Linked DNA regions of Pan troglodytes: all the other regions are linked to region 1. The links are chromatin contacts, called in public Hi-C and HiChIP or PLAC-seq maps. All regions are on one chromosome and are shown on one strand. Each heading gives the region's core, a stretch centred on a gene start, on an enhancer-like site or on the middle of the called end of the contact. The rest is flanking DNA. Distances are from core to core; before and after follow the strand shown. Region 1 holds the start of MDGA1 (MAM domain containing glycosylphosphatidylinositol anchor 1). Region 2 holds the start of CCDC167 (coiled-coil domain containing 167). Region 3 overlaps LOC134810296 (a long non-coding RNA gene).

Region 1 (3,696 bases), core at 844-3,343:
AGATGGGTCAGCACCCTCCAGGGTGCTTTAGCCTCAGCACCTGAGGCTGGCAACCAGTAGTCAGTGCCTATACCACCCCACAAAGAACAGGTCAGACTCCCCTGGATCTAAAAGAGGAATCATTAGTCCCTCCACCCAACAGAAAAGGAAAGAGAGAATCCTGCCCGCCCCAGCCACACATCACTAAAAAGTGACCTGGACAAACCATCCTGCAGTAAAGAGAAAGCAAAGTAAGGGGCATTGGGCCCCTGAGAATGATTTTCTGTGCTGTGGGGTTAAGGCACTGCGGGAGGCTGAGCCCAGGTGACTGAATGGATGATGCCTGCCCCGGGCCTTCCCTGGGAAAACCCACAGGATGGAAGGGGGAAGGGGTAACCAGAGTCTCCCTTGGTAACCACAGCGAGGCGTGCGAACGCAGGAGCAAGGCTGCGTGGCAGGAGGCAGAGTTTGGACACGTATCCCTGTGGGTGCGTGCCGTGTTTGCGTTTTCTGGGGATGGTGGCTGAATGTGTCTGTGTGTGCGCGCAGGAAGGAAGGTGGGGTTGGGGTTTGTAGCCAAGAACCGGGGACAGGAAGAACTGGTTCAGGAAAGGTCCGAAAAGGGATGCCGGGGTCGAAGGCGCCGGGGCCAGGGGATGCCGGCATCCTGATCAGGGTGTCAAGCCGTGAGTAGAAGAAGCGAAGCCGCAGCAACAGCGGGGAAGGCGAGCCCGCCGCCCGGCCTTGGTGCTGACAGCCGGCTCGCCCGCAAGCAGCGCGGCAACTCCGGCTCATGCATCGCTTGGCTTCCACTCCGGAGGCCGAGCCAGGACGAGGTTTCGGTGCAAGTCGCTGCACCAATCCTAGACTGGGTCTGTCCGGGTCTCCCGAGCCGACTGGGTGCTCTCAAGGGTTCCTAATCATTCCCACCTCTAGCAGGGTGTGGGAAAGTGGGTACCTCCTCCTGACATCCCGGCTTCACACCAGACCCTACGACCGGCCCCTGTGTTCCGAAGCAGCTAGCTCGGTCTCCACGCGCCCTGGAGAGGGCGGGGACGCCGGCATCCACTCCAGAGTCCGAGTCGAGGTCTCCACCAAACCCCGGCAGCGCGCACTTTGCGCCTCTTGCAAAGTTTCCGCGCGAGGTTAAGCCAAGGTGGAGCGGGACGCGGGCTCTTACCGTAGACTCCTTGTCCCCGGCAGTGGAAGGGGATCAGCGCCAGAAGTAGAAGGCAGGTCACCTCCATCTTCACGGCCGGTGCTTCATCCCCGCGAGGCGGCGCAGCCCGAGAGGCGGCGGGGGGCGCATTAGCCGGGGCCCCGCGACGCCCCTATGTCCCCCCCTTTCCCTGAGAGGTGAGAGAGAGAGCGGCGACGAAGACCAGGAGACTGAAGAGGCGGAGGTGGCGGCGACCCGGGTTTCTCCTCCGGCGGGGCCGCTGCCCGCGTGGGGACGCAGGGGGCGCTGGCCCAGCCCCGGGTGCCTCGGCGCGCCCGGCACAGCAGCCAGCGCCCCGACCCGAGGAGCCCGGCCGCCGAGCCGCCCCGGGTACCCAGGGCCGTCCGCGCGGGATGCTAGGCGCCGGGGACCTCTCGGCGGCGGCGGCGGCGCTTCGATCCAACAGGCCACGGACAACTGACAAACTTGTCGTTTCCCCGCACTGGAGCCGCCCCTCAGCGGAGCGGAGTCGGGGAGGCCGGGGCTCCGCTCGAGTTAATCAATCTGCTGTTTCCAGTCCTGCGGCCGCTGCCGTGGGCTCAGCCGCCCGACTCCAGGGGGCCGGGCTGAAAGCACTCGCGGCGGCGAAGGAGCCCCGGGCCCGGCCCTCCTGATCCGGGGAGCAGCGCGGGCTGGGTTCGGCCGAGGGACGAGCGCCGCGGGTCCCCGGGTCCGTGAAGTTAGCCGAGCCGCCGATAAACCCGGGGAAAGAATAGCAGCCCGGCGCCCCGCGGGAATCTAGAGAGCAATTCCAGGCAAGAGGGGCCCCAGAAAACGAGGAAAGGAGGAAAGTTTGAGTCTTTTCAAAAATATTCGCGCTCTCGCCCAGGCCGGAGCTGCGGCGCGGGCGCCGCTCGCCGCCTCCGCTCGCCGCGCTCCTCTCCCGCCGTCTGGCCGCGGCCGTAGCGCTCCCGGGCTCCGAGCTCTCGGGAGAGCGGGGCTACGCCGCGCCCCAAGTTGGTCGTCCCCGCCCCCGCCCGGCGGCCTTGGCCTGCGGGGGCCCAGAGCGGGCGGGGCCGGGCCGGGCTCCGGGGCGCGGCGGCCGCTCGGCTCCGGGCCGCGGGAGCGCTCCGCTCGCCCAGCAACTTGGGCTTTGCTGTGCTGCTTTTTCGCCCCTCCGAGCTTTTCATTCCGCCCTCCTCCCGCCTCCCTCCCTCTCTTCCTCCTCCCTCCTCCTCGCGTCTCCTCGTTCGGTCTCTCGCTCTCCCACCCGTTGTCGCTCGCTCTCCTGTTTGATTCCCCTCCAGTTAAAAAAAGGAGCCAATTAAAGGCAGCCCAGCTCGCCTGGCCCAGCCTCTGTCCAATTTCCTCGCCTCCCCCAGGACCAATTAGAGAAAACAAAACAGGGCTGGGGGAAGCTGACTGCCTGCCTTTCTCTCTCTCTCTCTCTCTTCTCTCTCTCCTCTCTCTCCTCTCTCTCCTCTCTCTCTCTCTTCTCTCTCCTCTCTCCCTCTCGCTCTCTCTCCCTTCCTCTCCTCTCTTTCCCTTTCTCCTCTCCCTCTCTCTCTCTTCCTCTCTCCGCCCCCTAACATTCCCCCCCAACCCCGCCCAGCAGGAAAATGTCAGAAAGCAGAAATGGATCCATCTATCCCGAGGACAGTGGCGGAGGGACCTGGGTTTCGGCGCGGGCTCTGCAGCCGCGCGCTCGCACACTCGCCGTTCTCCAGCCTTGCACACCCAGACTAGCTGGCCGAGCCAGGTGCACCGTTGCCAGCAGCCCGCGGGGCAAACACGGCCGCTCGCTTCGGGGACCCAAGCCCGCAGGGCACTGCACACTTCGTAAATGTTTTGCACTTTGGGTAGGCGAGACTGAAGCGGGGGTCCTAGGGAAAGGCCGGGCGCCTGCGGTTCCTGGGGTCCTGCAGCCGCGCGAGCCGGGCCGCGGCTGTGGGTCTGCAAGGCTGTCTGCCCGGCTCGAGAGGCCCCCGCCCCTTTCCAGGCGTCTGGTGCTGGGGCCGGGCCGGAGCAGCTGGCGGAGAGGTCGCGCTGAGAGCTCCTGCCCTTGCCGCGGCCCACAGGTTGCCAACAGGTTTGCTCGCACGACCCCTCCGCCAGAGCTTCCCTAAGTCACCCCACATTTTCCTCGGCTAGCCACTCTTCCCATCTTGCCTCCCCTCGGGACCTCAGGCGCCCCCAAGCGCCCCGGGGGCACACCTCCTTCCGGCTGCCGAACCCGAGCCCCGCTCCAGCGGCGGGAGTCCGGCACTCGGGTCTCAGCCGCCTCGAAGGGGCCCTCGCGGAGCAGGAGTGCTGAGAACGCTCCTCCCAAACGCCCGCGGGGAGGGGCGTAGGCTGGCAAGCGAGGCTGGTGGCCTCCCCCGCGCCTCCGATCCCGCCCCGCGCCCAACCCGGGTCCTGCTAATCTCACCTGCTCCACCTGTCGCCGTTATTTATCTCAGCGTGTGCGCAAGAATTGTTTTAGGTCGGCCCGTGGGAGCGCAGACAATCGCAGCAGCTAACAAGCGGGGAGACTACAAACCCCCCCTCCCTTCGCCCCC
Region 2 (3,696 bases), core at 318-2,817, 200 kb before region 1:
AAGTCTATGTTCTTCCCGCCACAAAGTACCATCTCAGTCACCACTCATAAACCATCCTCTTCACATTTCCATCAACCTTTTTCCTACCAAGTGGGCCAATATTTCTCAAGGGATGCCACTAAAACTACCCACATCACCATGGGGTGTGTGTGGCTTGTAAAAAAAAAAAAATGCAGATTCTGGCCGGCTGTGGTGGCTCATGCCTGTAATCCCAGCACTTTGGGAGGCGAAGGCGGGCGGGCAGATCACTTGAGGTCAAGAGTTCAAGACCAGCCTGGCCAACATGGTGAAAGCCCGTCTCTACAAAAATACAAAAATTAGCCAGGCATGGTGGCACGTGCCTGTAATCCCAGCTACTCGGGAGGCTGAGGCACGAGAATCGCTTGAACCCAGAAGGCAGAGTTTACAGTGAGCCAAGATCATGCCACTGCACTTCAGCCTGGACAACAGAGCGAGACTCTGTCTTAAAAAAAAATGCAGATTCCTTGTTAAGAATGCACATCAAAGTCCTACTGAATTACTCGGGGTGTGGGAAGAGTTCAACTCTCCATTTTTAACAAGCCCTGTGACTCTATGCATGCTAAAGTTTGAGAATCACTGAACTCACTAGTAAGCCTGAAGAAGACTATGACCCTGTACCTCTCCTGCAACCTCCGGGAGGATGCCCTCAGGGAAGGAAAACAGGGGAAGCAAGATGAGTTTCCAGGAAGACCACCTGTGCTTGATTCCCAGGCTCCACCACTTCCACCATCTCAGCCTGGGTTCCACCTGGAACCTCAATTTCTTCATCTGTACAAACCTCACAGGCTTGCAGTGAGGATTAACAATGCAATGAAAGTAGCACATAGCAGTTGCTCAATATGCATGTTTTCTTTCCCTTCTATATGCAGCAAATTATTTTTAAGCCATTCAGTGACATCACCAATTCCAGAATTCTCTTTACATATTCCCAAAGTAATTTTGAAGGTACAAGCTTCCATACTCCGGAGGAAAAATTTCCCCTTTTAGAGGATATTTAAACCATTAATAATATACACCAGAATGGGCTCCCTCATCTTTCAGTCCTAGCCCTTTGGGAGTTCCCCTCAGATTCTACAGGTCCCTATTTCTCTGGGGTCTCCCTCACCTCTGTACCCATCCCTTTTGTTCTGCGTCCCCCGCTTTGAGTTCCCTCACTTCTATGCCAGGCCGTCTTTGGGGCTCCCCTTCACTTCCATGTCTCTTCCTCTCTGGAGATGCCCTCTCCAGAGAGTCTGGTTCGCCCATCCGGCACCTCCTCGGGCTCCCTCTCCTCCGGGAACCCCGTGGGCCTTCTCACCCCTCCCGTCCCTCTCCCCAAACCGCGTCGCCCTCTCTTCCTACGCTTGGCTCCTCCTCCTACCTATAGCCCAGCCTATCCCTTATCCCGCAGCCAGGAGAAGGCAACTAACGAGGTGGCCCAACCCCCACTTTTCCCCTCACCTCTAGAGCGACGCCCAGATTCTCCCGCTTCTTTTTAGTCATGTTACTTGCCGGGATCCCCCAGTCATCACTGGACGCGCCCACCAAGTCGCTATATGCGCATGCTCAAGTCTTCGTGCTTCTCCCTCATTGGCCACCGAGGCAGCGGGAGGTGGGGCTGCTGCCGTCGCCATCTTGTTGAGGGGCGCGGCCGGCTTGGTGCGGACATGTTTGTGAGGGGCAACCTCTAGCTTGAGACCTCAGCCTAGATGGGTGGAGGGTGGAAAAGTTGGTACAGGGAGGCAGAATGTACAGCCCGGGAGTGGACCTGCCCCTTTCTTCCCCAGTTTTAAGCCGCTTTGCATCACTGAGAGCCTTTTTTAACCCCATGTTCTCTTTCAGTGTGTTTTGTGTTTCAGCAACAACCCCGTCCCGGTTTAGGCCACGCCCCCCATTCAAAGTCTGTCCATCCTTCAAGGCCGGTGCTGGAGCCTTGAGCTTCTCGGCCAATGGAATCTGATAATGGCCCTCTATTGTTATTTCTCCTTTGTGTCTTGACTTCTTTTTTTTTTTTTTTTTTGGTTTGTTTTATTGTAAGAACAACTTACAAACATCACAGAAAACATATAACTGAGAAGCAGCATCCTTTATTCTACCAACTTTATCAGTTCCTCTTTGCTTCTGTTTATTCCTCCCAGGCTTGGCCTCACACACAGTATTTTATATTGTTGTAATCGTACTATACTGTACACCATAGACCCAGGGCCTTTGAAATGTTTTGACTGTGACCCTACGATAAAAAAATGTATTTTATATCATGGCCCAGTTACCCATGAAACCAAAACCAAAGTTTCACAGTAAGTACCTTTACCTCCTGTAATGCACTCTGTTATTTTGTATTCTTGCCTATTTAATTAAAAAAAAACAAAGTCAGGCATGGTGGCTCAGGCCTGTAATCCTGTGTCCGGAGTTGGTTCCTTCAGGTGGGTTCTTGGTCTCACTGACTTCACGGTGAGTGTTACAGCTCTTAAATGTAGCACGGACCCAGAGAGTGAGCAGCAGCAGGATTTATTGTGAAGAGCAAAAGAACAAAGCTCCCACATCATGGAAGGGGACCTGAGTGGGTTGCCACTGTTGACTGGGGGATGGCCAGCTTTTATTCCCTTATTTGTCCCCGTTACAGAGCACTGACTGGTCCATTTTACAGAGTGGTGATTGGTGCATTTACAGTCCTTTAGCTAGACACAGAGTGCTGATTGGTGCATTTTTACAGAGTGCAGATTGGTGCATTTACAATCCTTTAGCTAGACACAGAGCGCTGATTGGTGCGTTTTTACAGAGCACTGACTGGTGCATTTACAATCCCTAGGTAGACACAGAGTGCTGATTGGTGCATTATAATCCTTTAGCTAGACACAGAGCGCTGATTGGTGGGTTTTTACAGAGTGCTGATTGGCGCATTTACAATCCTTTAGCTAGACACAGAACGCTGATTGGTGCGTTTACAATTGTCTAGCTAGACAGAAAAGTTCTCCAAGTCCCCACTCAACCCAGGAAGTCCAGCTGGCTTTACCTCTCAATCCCAGCACTTTGGGAGGCTGGGCAGATCACGAGGTCAGTAATTTGAGACCAGCCTGGCCAACGTGGTGAAAGCCCGTCTCTACGAAAAATACAAAAATTAGCTGGGCGTGGTGGTGGGCGCCTGTAAACCCAACTACTCGGGAGGCTGAAGCAGGAGAATCACTTGAAACTGGAAGGCGGAGGTTGCAGTGAGCCGAGATCGTGCCACTGCACTCCAGCATGGGTGAAAAGCGAAACTCCATCTCAAAAAAATAAACAAAAACAAGTTGGTGGCAGGACACCTCTTAGGTTTATTTCATGACCCCTTAATGGAGGTTGAACTGCAATTTGAAAAACACTGCCAAGTATGTTTTTCTGTGTCTTTGAAATTATCATTTGCAGTGGCCTCATGTGCCACCAAGTGAGTCTCTCGCATTCTTGCATTGGACATCATTTTATTGACAGTAACTCCAAATATTGCGAAAGCAAACCTTTTCGTGCACACAGCTCTGTCCTCTGGATTCTTTCTTTAAGATAAATTCACAGAAGTAGAATTACTAGGTCAAAGAGTATGAGACCAGAATCAAAGCTCCTTATTTCCTGACCAGTTATCTCTGTTGGTGCCTGTGTTTTTGTATGTGAATAATAACCCCAAGTCAGTGTTAGGGGGAAAAATGTTTTCAGATCTGTGTTCTC
Region 3 (3,696 bases), core at 477-2,976, 130 kb before region 1:
GATTTTGCTCACTCTGTCTTCATCCTTTTGGGTGCTGATGCTTGGATGTCCAGAATATTTATTGACTCTCCCTTTCCCCCAACCCAATCCTTATTACTCTGACATGGTTGGTTCCCCATCATCCCACCCCGTGTTCCCCTCCCTGGACTGTGGCAGAAGCTTCCTAACTGACATCCCAGTCTCTGACACCCACTCCAATACATCTCCACATTACAAATCTGAACTGGTGACTCCCCTGCTCAAAACTCTTCAGTGGCTCCCTGTTGCAAGCTTGTTGGATGGTGAACAAGACTCTATGATCTGAGCCCTGCCTCTTTCTCTTGCACCTTTGCCCTGGGACTATAGAGCTGTCTCCACTCCCCTCACACTCCGTGCCTCTCTGCCTTTGCTACACTGTCCCTTCTGCTTGGAATTCTCTCTCTGCCCCCTCCAACCACTGGCCAATCCTGGACAACTTTCACTGCTTCTTAAAGTGGTGTCACTTCTTCCAGACAGAGGCACAGTAGCCAGGTTTTATTTTTTGTTTGTTTGTTTTTAATCTCAAGGGGAATCCGGTATGTGAAGCAGAGGACGGGACTTGGCCATTGTTTGGAAGGGAATCCGGTACCTAAAAAACACCCCCTCCCCACAACACTTACACTACCTTCTCTGCATGCCTTGCGTTCCTCCTTCCTTGCTGTTTTCCCTAACTCTTCAGGACTGAGAATCCCCTGGGTCTGATGGTGGCTACAGCCTTGCAGCTGCCAGACTGTGGTGTGCTGAGCTAGTCACTTCACCTCTCTGTGCCTCTCTGGCTGGGCTATCTGATTTTCTGTTTCCAGAGGCCCTGGGGTAGGGTAATAAGCGGTTACTAAAAAGAACTGTGAAGGCAAATCTCTGAGGCAGCAGCGCCTGTCTCCGTTGGAGGGCTTGAGTCTGTGTGTCTGGCTTCCAGTGGACACAATGAAACCTTGGGCTTAGGCAAGAGGTCTTTTGTTCCTGTCGTGACAGCTCCACCTCCAGACCCCAGCCCTCCCTGAGGCTGCTGCTGCCGGGGCTTATGCTCCTGCTGTCTCCTCTGCAGCTGTGCGCCACCTGCCTGGGAGATGGAGCTGAGCTGGAGCTGAGGGAGGGGTGCATCTGCCTATGGCGGGGGCTGGGGAGGAGCTGCCGAGCTGTGTCAGGCTGCGACAGGCCCCTCACCCCAGCTGGGCTGGGCAGGTCCCTTGGAGGGCTGCTGGGAGCAGCAGCAGCTTCCTCTGAGAGAGGGTCTTATCTGCTCCAGCACCCGCCACCCCGCCCAGCCCCCATGCTTCCAGGAGTTAGCCTTGCCCTTTCCAGAATAATAGCTTCCCTCCCCGTCTCTCCGCTCCATACCAGCTGGCTCTGGAGAGAAGCTGGCGTCGGGAAGACCCTGAGGATTGGGGGCGGTGGGTGGTGAGAGGGAAACGATTTAAAACAGGGCAAGAGGGACAAGCAGAGGGAGTGACGGAGAAGGCGCACACTGGCTCCTGCAGCTCTGGGAGGCGGCCGGGCTTCAAAGACTTGCTCCGATGCTAGGCAAAGCAGCCCAGCAAGAAGCCTTTTTTCTGCCCCTCCTTGGGGAGCAGTTTTCAACCAGGGACTTTATTTAGGAAGGGAAAGAGAGAAGGGGAGTGGGGAGGGGTCACGTGGGCTCCGCTGTCATGGAAACAAACTCTAGGAGGGTGCCGGATAGGCTGCAGCCCGCACCCCCTCCTCGCCCCTCTGCGCCATGCCCCGGCTGTGGGCGCCCCCGCGCGGCCACCATCAGAGCAGCACGCCACCGCCCCGGCTGCACCCAGGGGCCTGGAAGCCCAGCCCTGGGCAGAGAGAGGTCAGGGAAGTGAGGACCCTGATCAATGGGCCCAGCCATTCCTCATCTCTCCACACATCCATCACCCATCCACTCACCGGGGCTCCTTCAGCTTACCCCCTCCATCCTGCCACCTACCAGGGACACTGTCAGTGGTCAGTGGAAGCCTCTGGGTGTCCATCCATTGATGGTTACTTTTCCTCTAGCCCCTTGTGCCCAGGAACCCCTCTTGGCGTACATCCCTCTGTCTTATCTCATTAGGTGCCTGTCCTGCCTCTCCTCTCCTTGCCTATTTAGTAGCGATGCATCTATCAGAACTCCGGAATCAGTCCTTCCAGCTGCCCCTGTGTCTGTTGTCTCTGAAACTCTCTCCCTCCATCAGTCTATATGTACCTACCCATCTATTACTCTGGCAGCCACCTATACATCATGCGGGCCCCATTATCCATCATTTATCTGCATATGTATCATTCATGCTTCCACCTATCTATTATCCATCACCTCTCTTGCAGCCTCTTTGATGTCCTGCACTCTGCCATCAGGGTTAACGCTGTCAGGCCTGCTTTCCCCAGCCCCAGAGAACAAAGAGACCAAAGGGACGTGGAAGGAACAGAGAGGCCACTGGGGGATGGTTAAGAGAGCTAGGGGCTCAGAGTTGAAAAGAGAGTGGAAAGACCCAGAGATGTGTCAGATGAAGCTGTTTTGCTGAGAATTCCATTCATTATCTCATTGTCCCTCTTCCCCCACCTCCCAAAAGATCAAGAGGGCCTGAGTTTGATTTGCAGCAGGAGAGACACAAGTGGTACTTGTTGGCCGAAAAGGTGGTGCTCTCTGGAGGAAAGGCTGCCTGTGGCTGCAGTGTCTGTATGGAGATGGTCCAGGCTTAGCGAGTCATGGGGCCAGGTAAAGATGGAGATGGAGCTGTAGACTGAGGCCAAGAGGGCCCCCACCACCATGTGCGCATGCACACACACACACACACACACACACACATACACTTCCGTGCGCGCTCATGCACGCATGCATTTCTGGGATCACAGAAATTTGCAGTCAGAAACGCTTTCCTTTGACTGAGGAATTCTTACTTAGCCACAGCAGCACAAATCCCTTGTGGGGTTGGTGTCTCGTGTTGCTTTTCTAAGCATCACTCCTCATGTTGTTGGTGATATTGTATAGTTTCCCCTGAGCACGGTTTCCTGGAGGAACGGGTAGACCGTGGCTCCTTTGTGCCTCTGGTTTCCCCACATCCCGTTTCCTGAGTGGAAACCTCTCTCCACGGCCCCCTTCTCTCCCCATGCCCTGCTCATGCTCGCACAAAAGCAGAAGGGCCTGGGGACACACTGGGCATGGCTCTGTCGTGTCCATTTCTGTATCCCAATTCTTAGCACAACAGCCAGCAGGAAGGAGGCCTTGTATGAGGCCAGATACAGGGCGGAAACTTCACTCACAGTTCTGCCCTGTCCAAAAGAGACCCGGCAGGGGTCAGATAGCTCCAGCAGTGCCACCTTATCCTCAGGGCACTGCCCTTAGCTCCAGACTCCTGAATGGGCCTATGAAAGATGCTGTCACTTCTGCAACTTTCCTCAAAGGTTCTGGGCAAGGGGACACCTCAGGGCTGTGTTTCCAGGGGAGGCTGATATGAGGGCCAGGTATTCTGGGGATGGTTTCTCAGCCCACTAACTTCAGACAAGGAGGAGAACACACCTGTTCTTCCTACTGGACAGGAAACCAAACAACTCTGCTTCCTAAGTTGCCTTGGTTTCTGGGGTTATTGGCATCCGAGTTTGCCAGGAGTGGAAGGCCTGGGACAGGAGAGGCAGGGGCTGGCAGGCCTCCCTCTTCACAGCTCCAAGGGTTAAAAAGCACTTAGCAGCAGCATATAA

What was found. Hi-C and Micro-C count contacts between places; a contact is called where the count stands out from the background. HiChIP or PLAC-seq counts read pairs in DNA pulled down with a chosen protein or histone mark.
Region 2: an H3K4me3 HiChIP or PLAC-seq map of stem cell-derived excitatory neurons shows a contact between it and region 1, with 5 times the contacts expected there. The contact joins the promoter of CCDC167 here to the promoter of MDGA1 in region 1. A contact is called at or near these places in 3 of 7 Hi-C or Micro-C datasets (blood and induced pluripotent stem cells) and 1 of 1 datasets of contacts at active chromatin or transcription factors (stem cell-derived excitatory neurons).
Region 3: a contact with region 1 is called in a Hi-C map of stem cell-derived neural progenitor cells, with 8 times the contacts expected there. The contact joins the enhancer-like site here to the promoter of MDGA1 in region 1. A contact is called at or near these places in 2 of 7 Hi-C or Micro-C datasets (induced pluripotent stem cells and stem cell-derived neural progenitor cells) and 1 of 1 datasets of contacts at active chromatin or transcription factors (stem cell-derived excitatory neurons).

Annotation. Positions count from the first base shown.
Region 1 is chr5:43,574,543-43,578,238 of NHGRI_mPanTro3-v2.0_pri, forward strand. It overlaps MDGA1 (MAM domain containing glycosylphosphatidylinositol anchor 1), which reads right to left and starts at 2,094. Exons shown (of 17, transcript XM_054685753.2): 1 at 1,160-2,094. The coding sequence starts at 1,226.
Region 2 is chr5:43,376,646-43,380,341 of NHGRI_mPanTro3-v2.0_pri, forward strand. It overlaps CCDC167 (coiled-coil domain containing 167), which reads right to left and starts at 1,568. Exons shown (of 4, transcript XM_003311272.5): 1 at 1,462-1,568. The coding sequence starts at 1,503.
Region 3 is chr5:43,443,850-43,447,545 of NHGRI_mPanTro3-v2.0_pri, forward strand. The region is part of intron 2 of LOC134810296 (a long non-coding RNA gene); the gene reads left to right. Among named protein-coding and RNA genes, the nearest start is that of CCDC167, 67 kb to the left of the region's middle. Within about 2 kb of position 1,727, at least 16 of the 24 cell types and tissues checked have an H3K27ac peak or open chromatin away from gene starts, as enhancers often do. A contact at or near this core is called in induced pluripotent stem cells and stem cell-derived neural progenitor cells, where this site is marked.